Regions from separate parts of the Anas platyrhynchos genome. Here region 1 is linked to region 2. Evidence: chromatin contacts called from public Hi-C data. All regions are on one chromosome and are shown on one strand. The core of a region is the stretch at or near the end of the contact, and the rest is flanking DNA. Distances in the headings are between cores, read along the strand shown. Region 1 holds the start of MED21 (mediator complex subunit 21). Region 2 overlaps STK38L (serine/threonine kinase 38 like).

Region 1 (5,392 bases), core at 1,072-3,571, 110 kb before region 2:
TTCCATCAGCAGGCCAACAAGTCATTTTAGGAACAGAGTTCCAAATATTTGGAGGTTTCGCTCATTTCCTTGTTTTTAAAAAGCTAGTGGTTTTCAGCCTGCAATTGGCAAGGTGCTGGGAACCCATAACCTCTTGAGAGCTGTCACAAAAAGAAGCAGTTAACCCTCTTCCCTTTCTGATATGAACTCCTAGCCTAGTGAATGCCAACCTGTTTCCTCAAAAGGCACAGAGCTCTACACCATACAACTCCACACCCCTAAGCCTACACCATACCCTGTAGCAGCAGGACTGTAGGCAGCAGATCCATCAGATTGTTCAAACGGTGGCGTCCACAGCTAATAAGGTGCAGGGCTGTTATTGCTATAAGATGCGTAGCTAATAAGGTGCAAGACTGTTAAACAATAATTTAAATTAAAAATAAAGAAGTGGGAGGCGTAAAGCACCCTTTTCCCGCAACGAACCGCGCTCGACCAGCTCGCTCCCTCCCGCCACGTAATGGCGGCCGCAGCCCTCAGCCTCCCTCCCGAGCCCCGTCTCCAGGCTCACCTGAGGCGCCGGCCTCTCGTAGCGCCTCGGCGAGCCCCAGGAGCAGCAAGACGCAGGGGGGGAGCCGCATGGCGCTGAGGAGAGAAGAGGAGAGGAGGCTGAAAAAAAGAGCCAGGGCGCTGACGAGAATGCTGGGGCGGGCGGAGCCTGCGAGGGAGCGCTGCGCCGCCTCGTAGGCTCTGCCCGGCCCAGGCCGTTCTCGCCTCCCCTCACCCACCTGGCCGAGGTAACGGGGCATAAATGCCCCCAAAACGGCTTTTATCGGCCCCAGCCACCTTCCCCGGCTGTGTGGTGATTTCCACGGCTAGGATTGGTAGTGGTGGTGGTGAGCTTGGGAAGATATCCACGCTGAGCTGTTATGTACCGGGGGTGTCAAATTATTATTATTTATTTAATTAATGCACTGGTGTTTTGTTTTCACATAGTCTGATAAAGCACAGTGCAGCCCCTGAGGTTGCTGGTGTGCTTAAGGTGCTTCTGGCTGTGCAGGTGATTCATGGGCTCATGACAAGATGATAGAAGGCAAATTAAAAGTCTCTTTTTCCACTTTCCATAAGTTTTAAGATGATCCTGTTGCTGTTTCTGCCTTGTTTATGAACTTATAGTCTAACGTAGACTCTAAAAAGCTTTGCAGACTCCTCCCTGTTTTGTTGAGTGTGTTTTTCCCAGCTTGCTTTGATCCAGTTCCCAGTTCATATACAAAAGGAAGCTGCAAGCCTGGTATAAGAACGCAGCGATGAGCGCTGTTCTGCATTTAAGGCTGCAATCATTTCAGACAAGTGGCTTTTCTTTCTTCTCTACATCTTTGCCTGCTGTGATTGGGATATCCTTTCTCTGACAGGATATCATTGAATCATAGAATCATTAAGGTTGGAAAAGACCTCCAGTATCATCTGGTACAACCATCACCCTACTACTAATTTCACTCACAAAACCATGTCCCTAAGCACTAGATCCAACCTTTCCTTAAACACTCCCAGGGACAGTGACTCCACCACCTCCCTGGGCAACCCGTTCCAATGCCTGACTGTTCCTTCTGAGAAGAAATGTCTCCCCATTTCCAACCTGAACCTCCACTGGCACAACTTGAGGCCATTCCCTCTAGTCCTATCACTAGTTATCTGTGAGAAGAGGCTGACTCCCAGCTCCCCACACCTTCCTTTCAGGTAGCTGTAGAGAGCAATAAGGTCTCCCCTGAGCCTCCTCTTCTGCAGACAACCCCAACCACCCCAGTTCCCTCAGCCGCTCCTCACAGGACTTGTGTTCCAGGCCCTTCACCAGCTTTATAGCCGTTCTCTGGACATACTTCAGGGCTTCAATGTCCTTCTTGTACTGAGGGGCCCAAAGCTGAATACAGCACTGGAGATGCAACCTCACCAGAGCTGCAGAGCGTAAGGGGATGATCACCTCCCTGGTCCTTGCTGGTTATATATCTAGTTCAGCCAAACAGGGTTCCCACAGTTCAAAGTCTGTGTGATACTAGAAGACCATCAAAATTAGCTTTTTGCTTGGAGCCACTGTCCTAGCTGACCTCTGGAAATGAGACTTCTGTCACTGTCCTCAGCTCAGCATTCAGAGGATACACCGTGGCTCCAGCGCCTGCGAGAGGCTCCATAAACCTCACTTACTCCAGGCTCAGCACCGCACCCAGCCAGCTTGCAGAAGCCCCAGGACAAACCTGCCAGCTTCACTAATACCTTAAAAATGAGCGGTAGCTTTGCGCTAACACTGTGCCAACAGCTCTGTGGCTCGGCTTCTGTGGCCAGTGTCGCGGCTCGGCTTTTTAACCAAGCCCCGAGCTACCCGGGGCGCGGCTCCTCCCGGCCTGCAGGGGGCAGGCTCGGCCCGGTGTCCGGGCAGGGCGGCAGAGCAGCGCCATGGCGGACAGGTTAACGCAGCTGCAGGACGCTGTGAACTCGGTGAGGCGGTGCTGCTGTCCTCTCCTGTCTCTTCTGCGTTTTTCTTTCTGCAGGGGAGAGGGGCCCAGCGTTGGGCGCGCTGCGCTGGCAGCCCAGGGGGGTATCGCCGCTGCTGGCCGCGGGCACTGCTCCCCTCCGTGCCGCGGGGTCGGAGGGCGAACCGGGATGGACGTGGCCGCGGTGCCGAGGCAAACTAACGGTCTCGTTACCGCCCGCAGCTCGCAGACCAGTTCTGCAATGCCATCGGGGTGCTGCAGCAGTGCGGCCCGCCGGCCTCCTTCAGCAACATCCAGACGGCAATCAACAAGGACCAGCCGGCTAATCCGACGGAAGGCGAGTCCTCCTGCCTCTGCTAGCGCGCCGCGAGCGGGTCCCGGTGCGGAGTGCCCCGTGCACCATCTTGTGCTCGGCAGGCAGTTCCGCCGGTAGTAACGCGAGGGGTGGCTGAATTTAAGTCAGAAACAGCATCAGCTGCACTTGCTGGATAAGGTTGTGGTAGAAGAAAGATCACTTTAAGTTTTAACTAAGCATTAAAACATGTTTCTTGTGGTGGTTTGTTTGCACACATGCAGTAGCCTTTTCTATATAAGTTATTGTAATAGGACTGCTAGGGGATGTTGTTAGTGAGCAGCCCTTTACTTCCAAAAAAAATTTAAAATATATATATATTATTATATATTATATTTATATATATATTATTATATATTATATTTTTTTTACAAGAATAGGGGTTAGTTTCATGAAGTTGAGCATGAGTTTAAAGTTCTCCATTTCATAGACTTGTAGTTATTTATGTTTCTGTATGTGTTGTTTGCTTATGAAATTAAGGAATAATGTCTTGTTGACTCTCCCAGCTGACAATTGTGGTTTTTTTTTTTTCAGTTGCTGTTGGTAGGTTGCTTGGGTATTGATTTATTTTTTTTCTGAGAGAAATAAAACTAATGTAAGATACTAAAATTGAAAAGCAAACTAAAAGTTCTATGTAATCTTAGAATTTCAAGTTAGTATTTAAATAATTATGTTATCGTCATCCTAAATCAACACCCCCATTGTTTTTCCCTGAGAAAATTTTGCAGGTTTCATGCATTAGATCAAGTTTGATTAGTAGGATACCAGGGGAATGGTGATGCTCTTTCTAGGACAGTTGTTGACTAGTCCTTCATTGGGTACGGTGGCTTGCTCTCCGACATGAATTAGTTGGAAAAAAAATCAAGTAAAAGATTTGTTTGCTTCTTCATGGTACTTGAGGCTCTTCCAGGTACTGACATCTATGTGATGACTTAAGAGTTAGAGGCTTTGTTAAGATCCTAAAAGGGTCAGTCCTCTGCTTTATCTTTCTTATTCATTTCCCTGAATGTAGTGAGTTCAGTAAAATCATATAACTGAGTTAATGATGCTGATGAAACAAAACTATCAGTTACACATCCTTGGGTATTTAAATTCTTAACAAACAGGCCTTAAAGCTTAGTCTGGAGAGCAGTGATGTACAGGTAAGAGTATATATGTGATAACACAAAGGACAAGCTTTAAGTGGGTTTGTTAGGGTGCTTTTGGTTGCCTGGGTTGGTTTTATTCAAGTCAAGCGTACCTTTGAGAATGTCAATCTTTTCTAGTTTTTTCTCTATTGGAGAATATTTTCTCAGTTCATGAAAGATTTGTGGAAGCAATCAACAGGAAAAAATGTGTAAGATCTTAAATCATAAATTGAAGGCTGTTTCAGTATTCTAGCTGCAGTAACAAATTGATTCAAATTGAATGGATACAACTCCATATGGGAAAGCTTTGTTTGTGACTTATAGAGTCTCTTATTAAAAATCCATGTAGGTCTTTCAAAGATCTGGTAGCTAAATTAAGATCCATTATAAACTTATGTTCTTCTGTTTCTCAGTGGCAATTTAACTTTTCCTGTGGCTGAATAGTTAACTTTTTTTTAAAAAAAAAAACAACTAAAAAACCTTGCATTCTTTCATGATTCTTAACATAATTTACTGTCTGTTCTGAAAGTAGTAGGACTCTTTTTTTTTTTTTTAATTTTTTCATGAGAATAGAACAAACGATTAGAATTTTTCAAAGTAGCACCCTTCTGCATCTACACACTGCTGCCAACCAATTTTCCAGTTTTTGTACACCTCCAGGAATGCCTGGACCGGAATGCTGTTTAGCTCCCTCGTCACGGCCTCTTGAAGCACCTCTACCGACGTGTAATGCTTCCCCTTGAGCGTCGATTTTATTCTCGGGAATAGAAAAAAGTCTGGCGGGGCCAAGTCGGGGCTGTAGGGGGGCTGAGGCAGCGTTGCCACCTTGTGCTAGGCAAGATACTCCACTACGCAGAAAGCTGTGTGGCTCGGCGCGTTGTCATGGTGCAGCTGCCAGTTGTTGACGATGGCTGGGCGGACACAAGCAATGCGTTTTCGCAGTCTTGTGAGGACTTCCATGTAAAAAACTGCATTAACTGTTCGTCCGGGTGGTACAAACTCTTTGTGGATGACTCCATATCGATCAAAAAAGCAAATGAGCATGGACTTTTGCTTGGATTTGCTCGTTCGTGCTTTCTTGGGGTGTGGGGAAGCAGGGGTAAGTAAGCTCTGCCGCTTACTCTCCGGGTCATATTCAAACACCCACGTCTCGTCACTGGTCACTACATTGTCCAAAAAGTCGGGCTCCTCATTCACATGATGAAGAAGATCCTGGCAGATCGCTTTCCGGTTGGCCTTTTGCTCCTCTGACAACACTTGTGGCACAAACTTCGCGCACACTTTCCTCATGGCTAAGTTTTCTTTCACCATCTCAAAAACTTGGGTTTGAGGAATGCTCAAGTCATCAGCAATCATTCTGCTACTCATCCTGCGATCATGGTTCAGTAAATGTTTCACTCGCGACACATTTTCATTGGTCTTGCTGGTCGAAGGGCATCCGGAGCGGTCGT
Region 2 (5,544 bases), core at 1,270-3,769:
CTTTCAAATACAAGTATTTTCCTGCCCTAAAACAAATAGATTTTGTTATAGGATAGGGTAAGATGGATTTCTGCTGCCTGTTAGACTCCTTGTTGCCCATCATTTGTGTTTTTGGCAGGGTACAAGTTTGAGCTTTTATTGATCCTTTATGCTGCTGAAAAACAGAGTCCTTGTCTTAGCTGGTGACTTTGGCCTTTGGTCTGATGCACCTTGTTTGAACCTATATGTTCTTTTCATTGTTTCTATTACTGCCTCTTTATACGTAAATAATAAGCAAACAAACAAACAAACAAAAAGCTGTGCTTGAGGCCTCTTCATAAAAGACTGTGGATCACACTTCAAGAAATTCAGGAAGATTTCTCCTTTTACATTTTCTTTGTACTCATAGAGGAAGGGAGAATGCTTTACAGGAAGAGAGATTATATATCTTGACTTTCTACTGTCAAATGACTTAAATTCTCATGTGTCTTCCTAGAAAAAACTGCGCAGGTCACAGCATGCTCGCAAAGAAACAGAGTTTCTGCGACTGAAGAGGACGAGACTTGGCTTGGATGACTTTGAATCTTTGAAAGTTATAGGAAGAGGAGCATTTGGGGAGGTTTGTGGCTTTCTTGCTTGAATGGGATATTAAAATTGGATTGAACATCAAAAAGAAACACTTTAATTAAAGAATAAAAAGTTTCAGTTGAGCAGTTTTATTTTAGGAGAATAGCTATTCGAGTAATTTTGCACATGTAATAAGACCAGTATGTACATGGATTTATCAAGGCCACTGGAAAAGGTCTGTTTCCTGCAGCTTCCCTTCCTATTAGCCCCAACTGATGTTGCCCATGCATCCACCCAGAAATGATAGATTTGCAGTTGCACAGCTCCTCTCCATAAGTCTTCTCTGCCCTGTGTCGTATCATGGTTGTGCTTACTCCTGAATTTTAGCATACTCAGTCTCTCAGCTATGTGGAATTTAGTGTGCCTGCTAGTTTTTTAAAACAATGACTGCTTCAAACATCTGTTCATCACTAGTGTTAGCTTTGTACATGTGCTTTTCAATGTTTAACAAAAGAACCTTTCCATGCCCACCAGTTTAGAGCCGTTCTTATGTTCCACACTGGGGTTTAGTTTGAGGTAGATGGGATTGATTGGGTTATTTTTCTCATTAAAGGTACGTCTCGTTCAGAAGAAGGATACAGGTCATATTTATGCAATGAAGATACTACGAAAAGCAGATATGCTGGAGAAAGAACAGGTTTGTCTTGTATAGGTCCCCTAGATTTCAAAGTTACTTTGCTTAGAAAATTACCAAATCTCTCTTTGGCAGGTATTATTTAGTCGTTATTTTCACTTCTGTAGTCCCAATAATTGTACTGCTGTCCAAGGCATCCATGGAGTTGCTAGGTCAGTACAACAGAGTAAGTAGAAGTTAGCATTCTTGAAAATGTTTTAGTTACAACCAGTTTGTAACAGTGATAAGGATGGTGTTTTTTTTCTTTTAGTCTCTTCCTTTATCAATGTGCATCTTATAGCACTTCTTTGTAAGAATACATTTAGAAGAAAATGCTTCTTGAAAAGCAATAATACGTCAAAGTAAAAACTGAGAATGTTTGATGTTGTCTTTTCATGGTCAGATACCACCAGCTGTCATCTTGTTTGTTGTTTGGGTTTGGCTTTGGTTTTGCTTGGTTTTGTTTTGTTTTGTTGGATCTTGAGATTGGAGTGGTTTTGTTTGTTTTGCTTTGTGTTTTTTGTTTGTTTGTGTGTGTGTGTGTGTGTGTGTGTGTGTGTTTTTTGCTTTTGCTTTGTAATCCAGAATTCACCACAAATTCCTGATAGGACAAAGCAATATGAAGAACTAGCAATAGTTATTTTTTAGCAATATGAAGAACAGAAATCAAGTGTGGATGTCTCAAGCAAAAGTGCAGCTAGAGAAAGTTGGGGTTACTTAGCCTGGAGAAGAGAAGGCTCTGGGGGAGACCTTTTAGCAGCCTTTCAGTACCTAAAAGGAGCCTAAATAAAAGGTGGGGAGAGATTCTTAGTCACAGAGTGTAGTGATAGAACAAGGAGTAACTGCTTTAAACTAAAAGAGGGTAGGTTTAGACTAGATATTACGAAGAAATTCTTCACCCAGAGGGTGGCGAGGCCCTGACACGGGTTGCGCAGAGAAGCTGTGGATGCCCCATCCCTGGAAGTGTTCAAGGCCAGGCTGGATGGGGTTTCAGGCAGCCTGATATAGTGGGAGCTGTCCCTGCCCATGGCAGGGGGGTTGGAACCAGATGGTCTTTAGGGTCCCTTCCAACCCAAGCTGTTCTATCTTCCTTACCTGTCCAAACCCATCATTATTTCTTATATTATCTTTCTCAGCAGTGGTACTGGTAGTACTACTACATTTTTTTTTTTTAAGTCATCCCAGGACAGACATTTTGTCTACTTATTGCTGTTTCCTTGAATGAAGGGAAGCAGAGGAGTATTATGTTCTGCCTCACAGCCAGGATGTGTGTGGTCTGCTGGCTGAAGCCCTGCCCTCATTTCATAACCTGATGTGGCAAGGAGGCTTAGATCACAGTCCACATTTAGTTTGTGTCTGTAACATTCCCCGGAGAGTATTTATTTGCTCTAACTTTCATTGCCTGGTTTGTTCAATGGGAAAGCATCACAGAAGACAAGTACGAGAGAGCTAGAACTTTCAAGCAGGGTGGCACTGTGAAGTTTTTCTGGCTGCTTTTTAAGCAAGGTTTCAATGTTATACTTTATAGCCACATTTAGAAGCAGAGGAGTGGAGGGTGGAAAGAAATCTTTTCTAATGTGAATATATGGAATAGATAGGGCTAGATAAATTAGAGTTGGAGCCTCTACAACAGAGAGGGAACGCATCGTCCTACAAAAAAGACACACATTAGAAAGATGTTAGAACTGAGGAACAGATGCAGAAGACTTGGCTTATTGGAAATATTGCTTGAATCTGGAATAATGGTACATATTTTCTTTACAGAAGTCACTTTCTGGTATCTGAAATGTGAAAGTCTTACAGCTATCAAGAAATGTTTTTCCATGCAGATATTTTTCATTTTCTTCCACAACTAGGGTACATTCTAGTAAAACACACACCCTTCCTCCTGTCTCTATTACTCTTAGTTTCCAGTGAATTCATGAGGTAGCAGCTCTCAGTATGCTTTTCAAAGACTCAACTGGGACTGCAATACATGTATCTTAAGCATGGTCAGACATTCCCAAGCTCACTTGCATAGGACCAACGTCAGCAGCAGTGGTGAATGTATCAGTTCTGGGCCACCTTTGTGCACATCATTTGATGGAAATGCTCCATCTTCCCTTCGCTTTTCTTTCCCCCTGCTAAAATAGCCCATGGCCATTTTTTGCCCTCCTTGAATACTGACCATTCAGCTGACTGTTACTTAAGGTCATCTCTGCAAACTGAGATTCATCCCAGCCCTTTTTCCCTTTGGTCGAGGTATTTGCTATGCAGTTCAAGTAAGCTTCACCATGTACACAGGTAGGAGCAGTCTCCGTGTGTCATTTGAAAGGGCTTCATGCACCATTAGTAGTACGTACAGTGTGGGTTTGGGAGCTAGATGGTTGTTTGCTGTATGTCAGACATTTCACAATGCTGAAGAAATAAGGTTTTGCAGGAAGTAATTTAGGCATTCTATCACTCTTGCAAAAGAGGATTCCACAGGCTTATCTTGCCGAGTTTAAACTGTGAAGTATTACTGTGAGGAAGCAGTTATTAACTCTTTATTTGTAAATGTATATGAAAAAAAAATGATAAATTCTGACATTAAACATTAAGCATCTACCATTTTACCTATTAGTTCTTGTGTTATTTACAACAAACTCTATTTTTTTCGAATAATTATGTCAATATCTGCATACTGAATTGCACATTAAATTTTTATTTGAGTTTGCAGTAGGGATGCTACCTTGCAGAGCTGACCATCATAACAGAGCTTTTTATTTTATTTTTTTTTAATGTTCTTAGTTAATTTTAGGATGCAGTAAAAATGGAATTGCAGTTTTCCACCAACTTCTTCAGTTCTGCCTGACAAACAGGAAGCTCAACAAGCCATGTGTTTTCTTTCTAGATACCACTTTTGTGAAGTTATGTAAATAGTTATTTTCAATATTGAGTTAATTTCTGTGGTTTTTTGCTGTGTGTTTTCTGAGGACTTTGTAGGGTCTAGTAAAAACTATGTAAAATAGGAGTGAAAGAAAGTATGAAGAATATCTTATTTGTATAAAGATCATGAAAATATATTTTAGGATTAGGAATATAGCATGGCATTTGGTATTGATGTAATTAAATAATTCTTTAATAACAGTATTAAAAAATTTTAGGTGGCCCATATCCGAGCAGAAAGAGATATTTTGGTTGAAGCAGATGGAGCCTGGGTAGTGAAAATGTTTTACAGTTTTCAGGATAAAAGAAATCTTTACCTGATCATGGAGTTCTTACCTGGAGGTAAGCTATATGTTGTGTTGTTACTAAGTTGTATAAGTACTTCTTCCTTAGCTTTGTTTTCAGCTTTCTAGAAGTGAAGAAACAAGCATGCTGTGTAATTCGTGATAGCATAAATTTTAATGATGTTTTAAGTGAAGTCCCGGTAACTTAACCTTTCCTGATTTGTAGGTGAAGGGGAAGGATTATTGGAAGATGTTAAAATAGACTTGGATTAAATAATAATTCTAGTCCCATGTTCTGCTTTTTACTGACAAAGCTAGAAACAGCTTTAAAAAAAGTCACTCTTGATCAATTTTAGTGCAATACATTTATTATGCGTTAAAAAATTGCTGCATTATTCAAGGCTATCCAATTAGAATTCCTATTTAGGATTGCAACAATTTTACACCAGTTTGCAGAAAAAGTATGTTGGGTTTGTAGGTCCTTGCAGTAATAGTTTTATAATTAGTAGCTATAATGCTAGTAACAAGTTTAAATTTGGAATCTAATGGAGTTTCACCATTAAAATGTTCTGATTTATAAGCTGTATTTTCTTTTTTTTTGATTAGGTGACATGATGACCTTGCTAATGAAGAAAGACACCTTATCAGAAGAAGAGACACAGTTCTATATTTCTGAAACCGTGTTGGCCATAGATGCTATTCATCAGCTGGGATTCATCCACAGGGATATTAAACCAGATAACCTCCTGCTGGATGCTAAGGCATGTGGTGTGCACGTAAACTATCTATGCTTTAAACATTACAATCTGCAGATAATGCCATTCACAGTGGTGCTTATCACTGGGAAACTGTAGCACCATACCAGTAGCTGGAATAAAGACAAAAAATGGTTGCTATCTTTTTATGGTAGAACTTCACTACACTTAAAGCAAAACTACCCTTGTGGTTGTTTTTTTTTTTGTTTGTTTGTTTGTTTGTTTTAGTTTGTTTGTTTTGTTTTGTTTCTTTTTTTCTTCTTTTTGTAGTTGGAAGGTCTTGTAAGTGTAGAAAGACCCACTCAGGGCATCCAGATGCTCGAATTCATACACATGAAAGACTGGTATAGTTTGTTAGTTCAAGAAGAAGGAAAGCATG

What was found. Hi-C and Micro-C count contacts between places; a contact is called where the count stands out from the background.
Region 1: a Hi-C map of skeletal muscle shows a contact between it and region 2, with 4 times the contacts expected there. The contact joins the promoter of MED21 here to the enhancer-like site in region 2. A contact is called at or near these places in 6 of 8 Hi-C or Micro-C datasets (F1 follicle, liver, skeletal muscle and 2 more).

What each region holds. Positions count from the first base shown.
Region 1 is chr1:74,892,887-74,898,278 of IASCAAS_PekinDuck_T2T, reverse strand. It overlaps MED21 (mediator complex subunit 21), which reads left to right and starts at 2,321. Exons shown (of 4, transcript XM_027450026.3): 1 at 2,321-2,466; 2 at 2,685-2,799. The coding sequence starts at 2,425. It overlaps TM7SF3 (transmembrane 7 superfamily member 3), which reads right to left and starts at 738. Exons shown (of 11, transcript XM_027450023.3): 1 at 548-738. The coding sequence starts at 617.
Region 2 is chr1:74,787,761-74,793,304 of IASCAAS_PekinDuck_T2T, reverse strand. It overlaps STK38L (serine/threonine kinase 38 like), which reads left to right. Exons shown (of 14, transcript XM_038183319.2): 4 at 476-598; 5 at 1,160-1,243; 6 at 4,345-4,468; 7 at 5,017-5,171. Among named protein-coding and RNA genes, the nearest start is that of BMAL2, 28 kb to the right of the region's middle. Within about 2 kb of position 2,519, at least 2 of the 8 cell types and tissues checked have an H3K27ac peak or open chromatin away from gene starts, as enhancers often do.